Linked DNA regions of Macaca mulatta: region 1 is linked to region 2. A link is a contact called in public Hi-C data. All regions are on one chromosome and are shown on one strand. Each heading gives the region's core, a stretch centred on a gene start, on an enhancer-like site or on the middle of the called end of the contact. The rest is flanking DNA. Distances are from core to core; before and after follow the strand shown. Region 1 holds the start of ABCB10 (ATP binding cassette subfamily B member 10). Region 2 holds the start of URB2 (URB2 ribosome biogenesis homolog).

Region 1 (3,222 bases), core at 480-2,979, 64 kb before region 2:
AAGGAATGAAAATGTAGAGAAATCAAAAAGTTTAGATCTTACAAGGCCCTTGCATCTAAACACTCCTCCAATTAGTGGTTAAAAAATGAGGAGCTATAGAAAACTGTACTATTTAAATTTTGTTTCTAAAAGCATTCATTTTGGCTTCTTTAAAAAAAGTTACTCAATTACTGAACAGATAACTGGTTGGTGTGGACTGATGAACAGTGCTATAACTTCCTGCTTCCCACTTAGCACAAGAGACGAGTGTGAAAGTTCTGCTTTCCGTTGTGAAAGCATTGGTGACTGCTTGACAGACTCGCTTAAAGCAAATAATTTTTTTTTTTTTTTGTTAAAAAAAAAGTATAAATGCCTAATAACAAAATAGGCATATTTTTGGCTACAATTTATTTTTTTTCCAAGGAAAAACCTCCAGCTCATTTTGCTGCCTAAGCCAAAACAGATGCTCCCACTAAGTTGGTGACGGAACAGACCCAAAGATTCCAATAAGGACATATACAATGTGTGTCAACAAGAAAAAAAGTGTAAAATCTGCCAACGAGTCCCCAGCTAAGGCGAAATCTTGACAACGCTACTCCGAGGAGAGCTATCCCCTCCCTCCTCTGGGGTTAGGAGTGGCCCAGGAGAGGCGGCGGTGACAGGCGCTCTGCGGCCCGGCCGTGTCCCTCTCGGCGCCCCGGGATCCCGCGCGTGGAGAAGGAGCGGCCCGGAGGAGGGAAGTGGTCGGGGAGGGCCCTACCTGCCAGCCTCCGGCGCTCAGGGTACGCCAGCCCCAGGAGCTTCCGGGCTTCCGGGAGTTCGGGTGACCGGGGGCGCAGCCGCCCGTTGTCCCCAGGAGGCGCCGCTTGCCCGCGCCGCCAGGCCTCGTCCCCTGCCCAGGCAGCGGCTGCCGGACCGCCCGGGAACCCGGCGCGCGGGAGCCGAGGAGCGCCCAGCCCAGCAAAAGCCCCGCACATGCAGCTGCCAGGGGCCCGAGCCCACAGCCCCATGAGCCGCGCGAGGCCCAGGCCGCCCCCCGAGTAGCCCGGACCCCCGTTCCGGCAGCCGCTCCTCCAGCGGCGCGCGGCTCCAACGCCCCCGAGCAGCCCCGGCCCCGCGCCCCATAGCCGTGTGGGCCTCAGGCCAGTGAACGGCGATAGGGATCCAGGGGAGCGGATGGCCGGGGCCCACACGCAGGCTACCGGCAGGAGCCGACCTGGCTCGGCTGGGCCCGGGGGCGCGAGCAGCCGCAGCGGCCAAGCAGGGGGGCCGCGCATGGCGCTGCGTGCGACCCGTACGCCTCAGCCCGCGGGCCAGGCGCGCGCAGAGGCCGAGGACCCTCCCGGACCGGCCCCGAGCAAAGGGCGTGGACGCAGTGGCGCCCGCCCCTCCCTGCTGGCTGTCACTCGCCTTATCGTGCCTGCATCCCTGGGCTGCGCCCGCCCCCGCCCCATCCTCGTCCGCGCGGTGCTGCGCCCCTCCGCCCCACCCCGAGGACTGCAGCTACCCGGACCATGCAAGCCACCCTTCCAAGCGCCCCCAACCCGCTCGGGTGCCCTCCCTGCAGCGCCCCCAACTGTCCGCTGGCGGAGTAGCGCCGGGCGCGCCGACTGGGACGAGGCCCGGGAAGCCCAGGAGCACGGCTGCGCCTGCGTACTGGCCGCAGGGAATTTTTTTCGCGCTTCGCCGTCCCCTCTGGTCTGAACTCCGGGGCCGCACGAGCTCTTTCTCACGCCGGCAGACCGGCGGAGCGCGCAGACGCGACTACACGATGCCCGGCACAAGGATGGGGCGGGAGGACAGCGCGCTGGACACGGCGTGGGGCGGGTCCGCGGCCCGGGAGACCCATGCTGGGGCGGCCCTGTCACCAGTCTCGCTGCCAAGCACAGGGCTGAGGTGCGGAGGGACCACTGAGAGGACTTCGCTGCGTGTCAGCTCAGCTCTGGACGGCGTGGAGGAGGTGGTTGGCGAATAGTGAAATGTATATAACTTTCAGAAGGGAGGAGATCGTTTCTTTTCTTTTCTTTTCTTTTTTTTCTTGAGACGGAGTCTTGCTCTGTGTCTTAGGCTGGAGTGCAGTGGCGCGATCTCGGCTCACTGCAACCTCCGCCTCCCAGGTTGAAGTGATTCTCCCGCCTCAGCCTCCCAAGTGGCTGAGATTACAGGCATGAGCCACCACCCCCGGCTGATGTTGTATTTTTAGTAGAGACGGCATGTTGGTCAGGCTCGTCTCCAACTCCTGACTTCAGGTGATCCGCCCGCCTCGGCCTCCCAAAGTGCTGGGATTACAGGCGTGAGCCACCGCTCCGGGCCAGAGATCGTTTCTTAACTAGAGCAGAAATTTGAAAACAGACGTGGTCGAGGCATTTCCGCTGTTCGAAGTGGAAAACACCAATCAGAAGGCAATGCATTTTAATACACGTGCATGGAAAGATAGGAGAGAACATTAAAACTCACTGGGACACTTTATGGAGACTTCATGGTGGGGGATATATACCTGGGGCACAGTAAGTCGTGGGTAGATTTTTGTAGACTCCTAGGTATTTTTACTGGACCTGGACAGGGTACTGTCAATTGCAAATTTTATGGGTTCACAAAACAAAAAAACCTCAATAATCAGCATAAATATTTTCGTGCAATATTTTTAAAACTCAAAATTAATTTTAAAAATCCATAATGAACAAAATATCAAAAATTTTAATTGAGTATCCACTCCTGACCTTTCACAATCCTGCCTCTCTTCTCTCGCTCTAATCCCAACCCTGAAAACTATTTACAAAAACTGCAGCAGCTGCCATTAGTTTGGCAGCTGGAAAATGGGAAAGAGAAAGTAAGAGGAAGATTAGATTTGGGTTAAAGTTGTCACTTTCTCTTCAACTGGAGAGTATCAATCCTTGATGTTTCTTTAGTTGGGCTCAAAAAGGAGGTAGCAGCCGGACACAGTGGCTCACACCTATAATCCCAACATTTTGGGAAGCCAAGGCAGGCGGATCACGAGGTCAGGAGTTCAAGACCAGCCTGACCAACGTGGTGAAACCCGGTCTCTACTAAAAATACAAAAATTAGCCAGGTGTGGTGGAGTGCGCCTGTAATCCCAGCTACGCAGGAGGCTGAGGCAGGAGAATTGCTTGAACCTGGGGGGTGGAGGTTGCAGTGAGCTGAGATGGTGCCACACTGCACTGCAGCCTGGGAGACAGAGCAAGACTGTCTCAAAAAAAAAAAAAAAAAAAAAAAAAAAGAGGA
Region 2 (3,077 bases), core at 442-2,941:
GATGTCCTTCACAGGTGCTGACATATTGCTTGCAAAGTCAAAAACCAGTTACTGAGTAGTTAAGTGAGGCCTTTACCTAGTTTCACAGTGACAGAAGCTCACATAAGCCTCACATTTAGAGGCAGGAGCAACAAAACTATTCCAAGATACACTTATCTAATCTGTTGATGACAAAGAAAAATACTCAAAACAACCCCATCTTTTAATTTTCTAGCTTAACACTGATTTTTAAGGCAGGACGGATTTACGATTCATTAAAAAATTAGCATGTATTCCATTTAACGCAAAAAACTTAGGACTACAGGGAACCTAGAAGGTATCTGGCAAAAAGGAAATCATAATAGCTAACATTTAGCCATTTTCATATACATCATTCTTTTTCTGGGTACCTTTAAAAAGGTTGTTTTTTGGGAGGCTGAGGCGGGAGGATTGCTTGAGCCCAGGCCTGGGCAACACAGACACACCCTGTCTCTTAAAAAAAAAAAAAAAATTCCACGTTTAAGTTATTCCTCATCATTGCATTTTATAGATGAGGAAACTACAGTTCAGAGAGGTTACGCAGATGGCTACATGGTTTCCATCCTAGGTCTACTGTCACCAAGCTCTATCCACTACATTATGCTGTTCCAAAGTTTAAAGATGTGGCCAGATGCATTTAACCTATTAGGCACAAAACTCCCTTTCCTACTCCCACTTCCAAGTAGAGCTGTGATCAGGAACTGGGGAGCAGCCTCCGTGTCCTCTCCTACATCCCCAACTCAGGTGTTGGCACACTTGAATCGCCTAATGTAAGACATGCTCCGCCCTTACTGTTCCTCTCAGCACAGCTCCCAACTGCTTGTTAGCAGGAGTCACCATTCCGAGATTTCAATCTGCAAGGTCGGTTTAGGTGCAGTAATTTAAGACAGACACCGCATGGGACTGGCACTCACCTTCTGATCCCAGAACCACAAAGACTGCGAGATCCACATTACAACGACTTTCACAACTGATGGGAGAACTGCATGTAGCGTTCCTGCACTCCACTTCCGCTAAGTCTAAAATGACACCACTGTTTCTAACCATCCACTCACTTCGGACCAACGCCTTATCGAATACATTTTCAAAAGCCTGGCAGCTTCGCGAGCTGGATGGTGAACCCGTCCCACGCCATGGGCGCACCAACCTTACCTTGCTGTCATGAGGCTAAGAGCCCCGAGAGACACTTTGCAGCTCGGCACTCTCCTGCAGCAGCTAGTCTAACTCTGGCTCCCCCGTGTCACACGCGGAGATCGACTCCACACCCACCCACGCACGATCACCATGTGCAAAGTTGAATCCCGACTTCGCCGCAAAGACATTTCCTTTTCCCCTACGTGCAAAGGAGCTGTGGAGCCGTGCTCCCTGCCTGGCTGTCGGGAACTGGGATACCTTCCCCGCGGGCGCCCGCCACCTCCTCCCCGAGCCCGGCATCCAAGCCGCAGGACCCACCCCTGCGCAGGAACGCGACGCCCGTCCAGGTGTAGCCGCCGACTGCAGGCCACGCCGCCGGCCGCAGCCCGCGACTCGGGAGGCCGAGGGCGGAGGCGCGGCCGCCGCGCCCGCGCAGAGCCGCTCACCGCCCCCCCGCCCCGCCTCCCGCGCCCCACCCCCACCGCCCGCCGGCGGGAGCCAAGGCGCGCCCAGCCGAGGCCCCACCGCCCCGGCCCCCGCCCGCCCGCCCGCGCGCGCGCGCGCGCGCGCCTCGCGACCCTCCCGGCCCTCCCCGCCCGTGCGCCCAGCACTCACTGAACATCCCAGGCGGCTCCGGCTCCCCCCGCCGCCGCCGCCTCCGGGATCGGGTTGCTTCCGCCTCCGTCGTCTCTGCCGCAGGGTCTCGCTCCGATGGTCGGCTCAGCTGGGCCCCCGCGCCCCGCGCCCCGCCGCCCCCGCCGCCGCTCTGGGCGGCCGCTCCATGACTGACTGACACGGAGCGGGCCGCGGGCTGGGCCGCTCGGGCCTCCAACGCGCAACCGTCTCCTCCAATGGGCGAGGCGCCTCGGCGCTCGGCTGGCGACGCCTGGCGTGCGTGCCGCCCCTCCCCGCTGCGCCGCCGGCGTCGGGCGGAAGGAGCGCGGGGCCCGGTCCCACGTGGTGGGGTTGCGGGACCGGGACAGCAGCCGCCGCCGCCGCTGCCGCCGTCCTCCGCCGTCTACCCGGAGCTGTCTCGAGGTCAGCCCCCTACCGGTCCCGGGTCCCGAGGTGAGTCCCTATCCGCGGTGAGCTCCTACCTGCAGCCAGGTTCCGATGTGAGTCCCCAACCCGGGGCTGGTCCTGAGGAGAGCTCCCTACCTGAGGCCGGGCCCGGGATGGGGGTCCCCCAACCCTGCCCAGTTCCGGTGCCGCCAGCAGACTCTGGGCGAGAGCCGACTGGGCACGCTCCATTCGCGAAGGCAAACTCCCTCCGGGCATCTAGCTGCTCTCCCCTGGTTCTTGTTGCTTGGTGTCTTTCTGCTGGGCAGGGAGTGCTGGCAGGGCTGTGCTGTCCGCCCTGGACTTCGCATTGCCCGGTAAGGGCGGTTGCAGGCCCGGAGAGCCGAACTTTGGCGGAGCTGGGGAGAGCATCTCGGTTGTCTTTGTAGCCAGTTCAGCAAACACCTGTTATGCACTTTGTAGCTGTCGCGGTGGCGGTCTATGGTATTGAACTTAGAAGTCAGGCATCGTTGAATTCGTTTTGGACATTTTGACAAAATAGGAAAACTGACAGCACTTGATGGTTCTTGTTCTCTGCAGTAGAGTGAAGGATAATTTAATTTCTAAAATGAAAACGTCTTAACGTTCCTTTTCTCTGTAACTTTTAGGAAACTCAAAGCCAAGTTTACCAGTATTATAGTAACTGTAGGTGTTTGGTATGTTTGCTATCCCCGAGACCTAACGGTTTTTTGTTTTCTATTTTTAGTCTTTTCCTTGTGCAAGTATCTCTTGTATGTTTTTTGAAGTGTGTATGTGCGTTGTAAATTTATACGTGACTGAATAAAAGTCTTAGCGGAAGGTTACTGTTGCAGCTGAAATAACAGTATTCCTTTGGGGATTTCTTTTTCACTTGGAGACACATTACT

What was found. Hi-C and Micro-C count contacts between places; a contact is called where the count stands out from the background.
Region 1: a Hi-C map of cortical neurons shows a contact between it and region 2, with 7 times the contacts expected there. The contact joins the promoter of ABCB10 here to the promoter of URB2 in region 2. A contact is called at or near these places in 4 of 14 Hi-C or Micro-C datasets (CD4 T cells, cortical neurons, fetal cortex germinal zone and 1 more).

Annotation. Positions count from the first base shown.
Region 1 is chr1:19,484,461-19,487,682 of T2T-MMU8v2.0, reverse strand. ABCB10 (ATP binding cassette subfamily B member 10) reads right to left here and starts at 1,729. Exons shown (of 13, transcript XM_001082734.5): 1 at 740-1,729. The coding sequence starts at 1,256.
Region 2 is chr1:19,420,604-19,423,680 of T2T-MMU8v2.0, reverse strand. It overlaps URB2 (URB2 ribosome biogenesis homolog), which reads left to right and starts at 1,691. Exons shown (of 10, transcript XM_001083545.5): 1 at 1,691-2,220. TAF5L (TATA-box binding protein associated factor 5 like) reads right to left here and starts at 1,821. Exons shown (of 5, transcript NM_001257498.1): 1 at 1,768-1,821.